Regions from separate parts of the Capra hircus genome. Here region 1 is linked to region 2. Evidence: chromatin contacts called from public Hi-C data. All regions are on one chromosome and are shown on one strand. Each heading gives the region's core, a stretch centred on a gene start, on an enhancer-like site or on the middle of the called end of the contact. The rest is flanking DNA. Distances are from core to core; before and after follow the strand shown.

Region 1 (5,949 bases), core at 2,428-4,927, 270 kb before region 2:
AAAGCAGAGACATTACTTTGCCGACTAAGGTCCGTCTCGTCAAGGCTATGGTTTTCCAGTGGTCATGTATGGATGTGAGAGTTGGACTGTGAAGAAAGCTGAGTGCCGAAGAATTGATGCTTTTGAACTGTGGTGTTGGAGAAGACTCTTGAGAGTCCCTTGGACTGCAAGGAGATCCAACCAGTCCATTCTGAAGGAGATCAGCCCTGGGAATTCTTTGAAAGGAATGACGCTAAAGCTGAAGCTCCAGTACTTTGGCCACCTCATGAGAAGAGTTGACTCATTGGAAAAGACTCTGATGCTGGGAGGGATTGGGGGCAGGAGGAATAGGGGACGACCGAGGTGAGATGGCTGGATGGCATCACTGACTGGATGGATGTGAGTCTGAGTGAACTCCGGGAGATGGTGATGAACAGGGAGGCCTGGCGTGCTGCGATTCATGGGGTCGCAAAGAGTCGGACACGACTGAGCAACTGAACTGAACTGACTGTAGAAGGTCTTCTTCTTTGCTCTTATTTACTGATGTCCAGTGAGTAGCTCAGCTGGTAAAGAATCCACCTGCAATTCAGGGGACTCCAGTTAGACTTCTGGGTCAGGAAGGTCCCCTGGAGAAGGGATAGGTTACCCACTCCAGTATTTTTGGGCTGCCCTGGTGGGTTGACTGGTAAAGAATCCACCTGCAATGCCAGAGACCTGGGTCCAATGCCTGGGTAGGGAAGATTCCCCTGGAGAAGGGAAAGGCTATCCACTCCAGTATTTCGCCCTGGAGAATTCCATGAATTCCAGAATATATAGTCCATGGGGTCACAAAGAGTTGGATACGACTGAGTGACTTTCACTTTCAGCAAAACAAAAGAATTCTGTTTTCCCTTCATATTCAAGGACATGATGTAACAGTGTGATTTTTTAAAGTTTATTTCACTTTTTTCTCTCCAAAACCATATTTGGATTTAAGCACAGATGAACTTAAACAATAATTTGAAGATTTATAATTAGCAGGTAGGACTATTCATATTATAAAACTAGCAAATATTCTTTGAACATCAACTTTGCACCAACAGTTGTGTTAAATATAGAAAATGTATCATCTGAGTCCGACATTTTCTTAGAATGTAGAAGGTAGGGGAGAATGTGTGTGAAGCAAGGTGGAGAGGTTTATTACCCACAACAACGGAACCTGTGAGCTTTCTGTAAATCCATGAGAGAAACAGCAGGGGTGTGAGGGGGTGGATATGGAGATCTTTGTGCACAGCATTTAAAGATTAATCAAAATTCCATCTACTTCCTTCCTTAAAATGAAACAAAACAATTTTGACTGCACTGTATGTTCATTGAGGTGCCCAGGCTCCCTGATGCGGTGCGTGGGCTTAGTTACCAAAATTTAGACCATGTTTCAACTCACCCTGGGGCTTCCCTGATGACTCGGTGGTAAAGAATCCGTCTGCCAATGCAGGAGACGTGGGTTTGATCCCTGGGCTGGGAAGTTCCCCTGGAGAAGGAAGTGGCAACACACTGTGATATTCCTGCCTGGGAAATCCCCTGGACAGAGGAGCTGGGCCAATGATAGTCCCTGATGTCGCAAAGAATTGGACACTACTCAGCAACCAACGAACTATAACAACCCCTAGGGAAAATGGAGTTGACATGAACATCAAGGAATACTACCCCCAGACTACTCCTCCCCCAGTGAATATTCCGCCCCTTCATTTCTGTGCCCCTCATAAGTGCTTGCCAAAGCAACCCAGGGCGGTAGATAACGCTTGTCTCCCTGCGCTCGCTCTCCAAGAGCATTGCTGTTGCTGCTGCTGCTAAGTCGCTTCAGTCGTGTCCGACTCTGTGCGACCCCATAGATGGCAGCCCACCAGGCTCCCCCGTCCCTGGGATTCTCCAGGCAAGAACACTGGAGTGGGTTGCCATGTCCTTCCCCAATGCATGAAAGTGAAAAGTGAAAGTGAAGTCGCTCAGTCGTGTCTGACCCTCAGCGACCCCATGGACTGCAGCCTACCAGGCTCCTCCGTCCATGGGATTTTCCAGGCAAGAGTACTGGAGTGGGGTGCCATTGCCTTCTCCGCTCCAAGAGCACTATCCTTGTTTAAATAAACTTTCACTTTACTTTCTTGACCTTTCTGCTTCCCTCTGAATTCTTTCACAGCAAAGAAAGAACCTTAAATTCACCGGCAACAGCTAGATCATATCATCATGTTTCATTGAAATTTATATATTGGACTGTTGTTTCCTTTTATTCCACACCAAGCCACCTCAGAGGCCCTTGATTATTGGACAAGCATTGGTTTATAAGGCTGCCCTTTTGACTCCTCCCTCATCAACTCCTGTTCCCCCTTCTTTACAAAAACTGACATACAGTGATAGGGAACAATACGCACAAGATTGAAACAACACAGAATTTAAATTATCTGATTAATTGAAAGACAGTGAATTAGAGCTATTGGTTTTTGACATAGAAGAGACAGGCTATGTTCCTGTCTCATAACAAAGACCCCATTTGGAAGTCCCAAAGATTAAATGATATGTGGATATGGGTTAGAGGATGGTGAATTACAGGGAGTCCTGGCAAAATTAATTTTCTAGGAAAAAAGAACATAGCTGATCCTAATTTATGGACCAGGACACACTCATTTATGGGCATGTTTGTAGACAACCAAGCCTATACCTTTTTTATAGTACTAGATCCATCATGGGTAGGATAATTACCTTCACAAATAGTGTAAAAGTACCAATGGTAAGGAAAGCATAAATAATTCTCCAAGTCATTATTTGGCTAAGAGGGGTGTATAATTTTAGTCAGGTACCATTAAAGGAAGAATTATTATCTTAGTGCCTGAAACACTGCATTTCAGAAAATATACGTTGACAAGAATGGGGCAAAATAGAGAACAGGCTCATGTCTAAAGTTGTGGGCTCAAGTATTGGTTCTTACAAGTACTGTGAGCCAGCTTTTGGTGTCATAGAACCTGTTATTATGCCTATAAAATAGACTGCTAAAACCTGTCTTTTTTTTTTAACTTTTTATTTTTACTTTATTTTACTTTATAATACTGTATTGGTTTTGCCATACATTGACATGAATCCACCACGGGTGTACGTGCGATCCCAAACACGAACCCCCCTCCCACCTCCCTCCCCACAACATCCCTCCGGGTCATCCCCGTGCACCAGCCCCAAGCACGCTGTATCCTGTCTTCCCTCTCTGAGAGGTTATTTTGCTTTGCCTGGTGGCTCTGGTGGTAAAGACTTTGCCTGCATTGCAGGAGACCTGGGATCGATCCCTGGGTTGGGAAGATCCCCTGGAGGAGGAAGAGGCTGCCTATTCCAGTATTCTGGCCTGGAGAATTCCATGAACAGAAGAGCCTAGTGTACAGTCCACAGGGTCACAAAGAGCTGGACGTAACTAAACCGACCTAGCACACACGCGTATGAACAGTGCACTTCCATTCAAAAAGTAGTTATTTTACTATTATAACTCCTTGGACAGGCACAGTGACTCATATCAGGTTAACATAATGATTCATTTTTGACATGTAAATGGTCATTAAGCGTTTTAAATCCTTTTTTAACACAGGAGATTTGAAGATCAGCTTTTGAGGCCAGAGTTTTGGGCAGAGACCAAGATAATTCAGCTGCCAGCTGCAAAGTAACACAGCCAAGTGCCAGAAACACTATTCATTTTTGCATGGGAAAATATTTCTGCCAAACCAAGTCTTCGGGGTTTTTATAGTTCTTTCTCATATGTCCCAATGAAAATGTTATTTTTCCTATCTCGTTTTTGAATGGGGCTGTCAGGATAACAAGTGTCAACTGTTTTCCAGGCCTGGTAAATTGATCCAGCTAAACTGAATTTAAGGAGGATGAGTATTTTAGGAAATCCCGTGAGTTATGTCTCGAGGATAATGATGACACATTAAAATAAGCACAGGTGTTTGGCCTCCAGTTTATAGTTGGCTTATCAGGTCTGCTTCTGATAGACAACTTCATAGACAGCTCTCAGCCAAACATTCCAGAACTGGTATCAGCACCTTCTGGGGACAACAATTAGGTAAATATTTAACAACCAATCATGTTATAACTCCTGGAGAAGGAAATGGCAACCCGCTCCAGTGTTCTTGCCTATAGAATCCCATGGACAGAGGACCCTGCTGGGCTGCTGTCTATAGCGTTGCAGAGAGGCAGACACAACTGAAGCAACTTATCATGCATCATGCATTGGAGAAGGAAATGGCAACCCGCTCAAGTGTTATTTCCTGGAGAATCCCAGGGACAGAGGAGCCTGGTGGGCTGCCACCTATGGGGCTGCACAGAGTTGGACACGACTGAGGCAACTTAGCAGCAGCAGCAGCATGCTATCAGGAAGTGCCATTTTCACTTTCAGCCCATGGGGCCGGAGTAGAACAAGAGGGAGATTAAAAAGCAGACAATAACATTGCTGAATTCCAAGCAACTATAATGGAATACGGTCTGGGGAGGAATTAGAGTTTGACCTGTTGCGTGCAGGTCCTTGCCTTTGACCACACAGGAACATTTTCCTGTCCTCATACTACCATCCTGTGGGCTGGCAGAGACCCTGAGAGATGAGTCACTCGGACAGTTAGGGCTGAGTTTCTGAGAACTGTCATGAAAGTTTTAATAGACAAAAATGCCTGAAAGTTATATGACTGGACTTTGTCATCTGATAGAAAATACCTTCAAGGAATTCAGGCTTCTAAAAAAGTTATGTTTTAAAGAAAAATTGATGGCAATTACCACGGACAGACACAACTGTTTTGACTTTACATCTGTGGTGTTTGAGACACCACACCAAACCACTATAATTCTATTTAGGAGTTTCAAATAGAAAGCTATTTTCCTCATAGTATCTGTCCCTCAAATACTGTGTATCCCTGCCAGCCAAGAAGATTCTGCTGAGTTTAAATTTCTGTAGCCTGCGTTATGAAAACCACAGGTTTACTGAATGTGCACTTTTATACTGTGAGGCTGTCTACCTTGAAATACGCCTGAACTGGGAAGCCATTAAAGATTTTAAACAGAGGTGTGACATTGTCAACATTGCTGTGGGGAGGGCAAGGCTGGAAGTAGAGAGGTAAACTAGGAGGACACGGCAGGGACCCAAGTTACAGATCACGAAGGTTTAAGGCAGGTGTGCAGAGAGACAGATTTAACAGGCATTTAGAAATTAGGATTGGTAGGAGGTCACACCCAGAGGCTGGTGGGCTACAGTCCACAGGATTGCAAAGAGTCAGACACAGCTGAGCCTGTACAACTAGCTGAACATTGTGGGTGAGGAAGAGGAATGAACCAATGAAATTCCTAGGTTTCTGATTTTGGAAACTGGGTGGATGAAGGAGCCAACCAGTAACCAGAAGAATGAAAGTGAGCTTGCTTTGGGAATGGGAAAAAGATGATATATTCAGATTTTTGCATTTTTCACTGGCTAATGGGGTTTGTACATCTAGGTCCAAGTTGGAAAGGAGATATCAGGTTTAAAGCTATGGTAGGCATCATTACGAGAGCCAGTGATCTCTGTCTCCTGGTAGTCAGGCTTTCTGAAATACCCTCTCCTTGAGGAATTTGCTTCTGACCAATGGAATATGGAACCACTGAGAAGGTTACTTCTTCCACGATTAGATTACGAAGATGGTGAATCCTACCTTGCTGGTACACTCCCTCTCTTGCTATCATAACTTGCACACTTAGATGCGCTCACAGTAGTGAAGCCCATATGGCAAGGCACTGAAGATGGCCACTGGTCAAAAGATGGCAAGGATCTAATGCCTTTCATCCAAGAACCTGCAAGGAACTGAATACTGCCTACAGTCTCTGATCTTTCAGATGAGACGGCAGACCATAGGCTGACACCTTGATTGCAGCCTTGTGAGAGACCATGAGGCACCGAATCCAGTGAGACTGCACCCACATTCCAGACCCACCGCAAAT
Region 2 (5,743 bases), core at 3,179-5,678:
AATTGCATTGATCAAAGGAGAATTTTAGACGTGAGTGGATGAGAGTTCTTATGAGTGAATCTTCCGAGGCGTAGGGGAAGGCCAAACCTGGCTCATCATCACCAAGTAGTACTGCAAAGTAATTCGCTACTTCAGTCTCATCCCCCTGCCCTCTGTGAGCCGCTACAGAAGTAAATACTTTGGAGTACTTTACTACGTGTTCTGGCAGGTCTTGTGGTCTCCATCTGCAGAAAAGCAGCATTTGCCCAGACTTGAAATGTCAGCTTGATCCATTCAGAGATTTCAGATTAAAAACAAAAATTGAGCAGGATTAATAGACCCAGAAAAGAATGTCAGAATTGAATATGCGTTGCGAAAGTACTTGAGAAACTGCCAGGGAGCATATGGCTCAATCCTCTATTAAATAAAAGGAAGTAGAAGTTGACAGGTGGGGAAGCAATGCAAATAAGCACTTAAAATGAAAATAATCGGCCATCTTGACCCAGTAATTCTATTCAGGGGAATTCATTCTAAAGAAATAACTCAACAGAAGCTCGAAGGCTTCTTTCAAAGACTTCTCTCTTTAGTGATATAGAAAATGGCAAAAACAATATGAAAGAAGAAATAAACCACTGGAGAACAGTTTAATAAATTACAGCAATATTATGGAAATGTGTTAAATTTTGTATTGGGTAAAGCCTTTCATTGAACTTCCAGAGAGTTCCCAAAGGATGTATTTTAATCCCACTTATGATGAGAACTTGTTTTCAGATATGAATCATCTTAAGTCATTGCCTTTCCATTGTGTACTTTCCTTCGATGTTGCTATTTGTTTCACAATCCGTAGAAACTCAGGAACATACAGATTTTAAAACTAATTCTAACGTGCTTTACAGGCTTACGCAACATCCTCAAGAGGGAGGACTTTGCAAGGAGGAGCAAAATGTTGACCAGAAGGAGGATCTCCTTAGGAGAACAGGGTCAGCCAGAAGAAACTCGCAGGAGTGTTAATTTAATATTGCTGTCTGCGATCCTCAGGGTGGGCTTCCCAGGTGGTGTTACTGGTAAAGAACCCACCTGCCAATGCAGGAGACATAAGAGACACAGGTTTAATCCCTGGGCCAGGAAGATCCCCTGCAGTAGGAAATGGCATCCCATTCCAGTACTCTTGCCTGGAAAATTCCATGGACAGAGGAGCCTAGTGGGCTACAGTCCATGGAGTCACAAAGAGTTGGACATGAATTAGTGACTGAGCACATCTTCGGGTTGAGAAATTTTTAGACTAAATTATTTATTCTTTCTAAAGACAGATGAGTAACTTTCAAGGAGGAATTTTTTTCTAACACTTTTGTGCATGGAAATTGGAAAAGCTTTGGAGTCAGACCAAGGCTGGGTCATAATGACAGTGAGAGCCAATATTTACTGAGCACTTGGAATAGGTCAGACACAGTCTATACCCAGATTTTTTACTGATTTAATCATTGCAACAGCCCTTTGAGTTAGATATGCCTGTTACCCTTATTTTACAAATGAGGAAGAACTAGAACACAGGGAGATTAAGGAACTTGCCCAGGGTTACTAGATTGGTTAACCACGATGCATATTATCACTTAAATGCTGGTTATAGACACCAACTGGGTCATTCGTTGAGCTATTCTGTCTTTTCATTTTAAGTGGCTTAAGGTACTCAGGTAACTGTGCTGCGCTTCAAACCCTTTCTCATTTTTCCTGATCTCCTGGCCTGAGCCACTGCCTTGTACTGTTTTGACCATTACTTCCCTAAAAGAGGGGCTTCCCAGGTAGCACTAGTGGTAAAGAACCTGCCTGCCAATGCAGGAGATATAAGAGTCTCAGGTTCGATCCCTGGGTTGGAAAGATACCCTGGAGGGGAGGGTATGGCAACCCACTCCAATATTCTGCTTGGAAAATCCCATGGACAGAGGACCCTGGTGAGCTACTGTCCATAGGATGGCAAAGAGTTGGGCATGACTGAAGCAACTTAGCATACACACATGAACCCTAGAAGGTTGGAAGCCTGATCCCTTTTCAGCACTGATCTCAGTTGCAATTTACCCTTAGCAACTTGGTTTTCTCCATCTGGGGTCTGTAGGAGCCCACACCTCAGGGTATCTCTGTGGAAGCAGATTGCTCTAAAGCTGATGAAGGATCAAGGCCCCTCACATACAGCAATCCCTTGCAAGGCCCTATTCCTACTTGTGTATTCACAGTTTTCAAACTTTTTCTTAAATAGGGTTCTCCCTCCCCCCCTGCCCCCGGAATTGCATGAACTCTAAGTCTCACAAATACAGTGGAAGTAAAAAATAGATTCAAAGGATTAGATCTGATAGAGTACATCATGTAAAATGCCAGGCTGGATGAAGCATAAGCTAGAATCAAGATTGCTGGGAGAAATATCAATAACCTCAGATATACAGATGACACCACTCTTATGGCCTAAAGTGAAGAGGAACTAAAGCGTTTCTTGATGAAAGTGAAAGAGGAGAGTGAAAAAGTTGGCTTAAAACTCAACATTCAGAAAAGTAAGATCATGGCATCTGGTCCCATCACTTCATGGCAAATAGGTGGGGAAACAATGGAAACAGTGAGAGACTTTATTTTGGGGGGAGGCTCCAAAATCACTGCAGATGGTGACTGCAGCCATGAAATTAAAAGACGCTTTCTCCTTGGAAGAAAAGTTATGACCATTCTAGACAGCATATTAAAAAGCAGAGACATTACTGACAAAGGTCTGTCTAGTCAAAACTATGGGTTTTCCAGTAGTCATATATGGATGTGAGAGTTGTACTGTAAAGAAAGCTGAGTGCCATAGAATTGATGCTTTTGAACTGTGGTGTTGGAAAAGACTCTTGAGAGTCCCTTGGACTGCAAGGAGATCCAGCCAGTCAATCCCAAAGGAAATCAGTCCTAAATATTCATTGGAAGGACTGATGCTGAAGCGAAAATTCCAATACTTTGGCCACCTGATGCAAAGATCTGACTCATTTGAAAAGGCCCTGATGCTGGGAAAGGTTGAAAGCAGGAGGAGAAGGAGACAATAGAGGATGAACTGGTTGGATGGCATCATCAACTTGATGGACATGAGTTTGAACAAGGTCCAGGAGTTGGTGATGGACAAGGAGGCCTGGCGTGCTGTGGTCCATGGGGGCACAAAGAGTCGGACACGACTGAGCAACTGAACTGGAACCAAAGGCACATCTGTTCTTTTCACAGACACCTAGCATAAAGCCAGGCGTATAGGAGCAACTCAACAAATGCTTTTTTGCATGCAGGTAGCTGATTTACTTTGCTATATAGTACAAATGAATACATTTTAACTAAAAAACAAACAAACTCCTCCCTCTCACCCCTAAAAGACTTGCTGATGCTTTCTGAGTTATAATTTCTGTATTTGTAAAATGGAAATGTTGGAGATCAGGTGAAATTCTTGTGAAATTCTTGATCTTAGCAGGTGCATATTAATGTTACTCTATCTGTCATTCTAGTAACTTCTGTGTCCAGGCAGGTTTTCCCCAGACAAGTCTGATACGGAATACTTTGTCTTGTTTTCTCCACATGTTCTCCCAATACTTATGAAACCATTGACCCTTCTGCTGGGTATGACGTGTATCATCTCCACTAAATCTTATGGTTTAATAAATCTTTGATATTTAACACCATCCAGACCTGGTCCATGTGCTCCTGCACACTCTAAGTTAGGCAGCTATGATTTAGGCTGGATTTGAAAACGATCTGGAGACGGATGAGGGTCTCTTTATTGTATCTCAGCCTATCACCCTGTCAATCTTTGTTAGAACCTATTCTCCTCCTTCACACCCTCACTTCAAGTTATTAGTTTGCTCATTAGTCTATGATCAGTGTTTCTCATTCGTCTGTAAACTTCACGGAACCAAAGGCACATCTGTTCTTTTCACAGACACCTAGCATAAAGCCCGGCGTATAGGAGCAACTCCACAAATGCTTTTTCGCATGCAGGTAGCCGTGAAGATGGAAGAGGCAAGAACATGTGTCAGAGGTGAGGCCCTGCAATTTGTCCAAGCGTGGCTGTGTCTGCGCGGGCTCTCGCCCTCTGTTGTGCACAGACGTTCACTGGCTCTTCGCATCTCAGCAGAGTTCTTCTGTTTGCCACCCCCTTTCTTCCTTCGCCTTGGTTGTTCCCGTTTCACATCCGCACATAAAATATCCTTTTTTCTCTTCCTCTGGCTTCTATGGAGGAACACATACAGTGGTTCCAAATATTGCAAAAAAAAAAAAATCTTAGGTCCCGTTTCACTCAGGTTTAAAGATTAGTTGGTTTTTGACGAGACCAAGATGAAGTAGTGCTGGTCAGGGGAGGCTGGGGAGTTCCCAGCCACTGTAGGAATGTGGGCATGAGGATGGGAGAGGCACGCTTACCGCTTACCGTACAATTACGGCGGCAGAGTGCGGACAGCGCCCGCAGGGAGGGAGGCCGTCTCTCTGCAAGTCCTCGGCCGGCTGAAGGCGCTCTTTCGTGAGCTTCCAGAGAACCGTCTCTGCTCCGTGTCACCGCGCAAGATGCTAATCACAGGCCTATGGCCAGGGACTGAATGTCCACCTCCCTTCTTCCTCCCATTGCTTAATAGTATCATTTTAATAAAGCGAATTATGTTTCTTCTGGGTTTAGGATAATGTCTTATGGTTTATTACAATCACATGTAATTACAACAGAAGTATTTACTAATTTTGCCCTTTCTAAGCAGGTTCCTCATTGTTCATTGCCTAATATCACAAAAACTCTAATTGAGATTGTTCTAATTTCATAATGGTAGATAACAAAACATTACATAAAAACAACGCGATAAGGCCTTATCTGTAGAGTTTAGTCTCTTGTGTTTCTTAAGGACTTATGTACCACATACTGAACTAGGAGTTGCATGGTGATCTAGAAATTCAGACAGAATGTAATAAAATAATTTATGCTATTATACAGCATCATTATACTACGCATATAACATATATACACATACTGCACATACATGCATACAAATACACATATCTATATAATCATATACAAATACACATGGATAGACAGATATACAATATTTCTCCAAATTTTTCTAAATGCACTGGGTTTGTTTGCTTGAGATAGGCTATGAATGTATGTATGTACATATGAGCGTCTATGCTCAGTCATGTCCGATTCTTTGTGACCCCAAGGACTGGCAATTAAATGTACTGGCTTTGGAGTGAATCAGCATGGGTTGGGTTCCTAGCAATACCACTTACTTGCTATATGATTTCCTGTGATTTATATAGCTTTTCTTAAATTTCATCTTTGAATAATGAGCACAGGGTTCCTTAACTCACAACATTGATGTTTTACATTGGATTTTAGCATTTATTTTCACAAAGACACTATAAAGTTGGTACTGTTGTCATCCGCAGTTTACAGATAAAGAAACTGAGTCACAAAGTAGTTAAATGACTTGCTCAGAGGTCAGAGGGGGCAAAGTCAGACACATATCTGGGCTGTTGAACTGTAATGCTTGTACTCTAGAGCATTCAATTAAAGAAAAATAACTGAAATTGCCAAAGGGATGGCTACAAGAGAAAATAAACGCAATTAAAAGAATCAAGAAGAAGCCAAAGAATGAGAGGAAACAGATGTGCCAGGCACTGTTAGGAGTTTTTAGACATTGTCTCAAACATCCTTACAACCCTGGGGTGGGGTGGTGATGACCTTTTGAAAAAGAGAACTACAGTTCACAACTACAGCTGATGAAAG

The links. A called contact is a pair of places that touch in the nucleus more often than the background predicts.
Region 1: a Hi-C map of blood shows a contact between it and region 2, with 5 times the contacts expected there. The contact joins two enhancer-like sites. A contact is called at or near these places in 4 of 5 Hi-C or Micro-C datasets (blood and liver).

What each region holds. Positions count from the first base shown.
Region 1 is chr29:6,855,844-6,861,792 of ARS1.2, reverse strand. No RefSeq gene overlaps it. Among named protein-coding and RNA genes, the nearest start is that of TRNAE-UUC, 16 kb to the left of the region's middle. Within about 2 kb of position 3,677, at least 1 of the 5 cell types and tissues checked has an H3K27ac peak or open chromatin away from gene starts, as enhancers often do.
Region 2 is chr29:6,588,001-6,593,743 of ARS1.2, reverse strand. All of the region lies in intron 8 of GRM5 (metabotropic glutamate receptor 5), which reads right to left. Among named protein-coding and RNA genes, the nearest start is that of CTSC, 210 kb to the left of the region's middle. Within about 2 kb of position 4,428, at least 1 of the 5 cell types and tissues checked has an H3K27ac peak or open chromatin away from gene starts, as enhancers often do.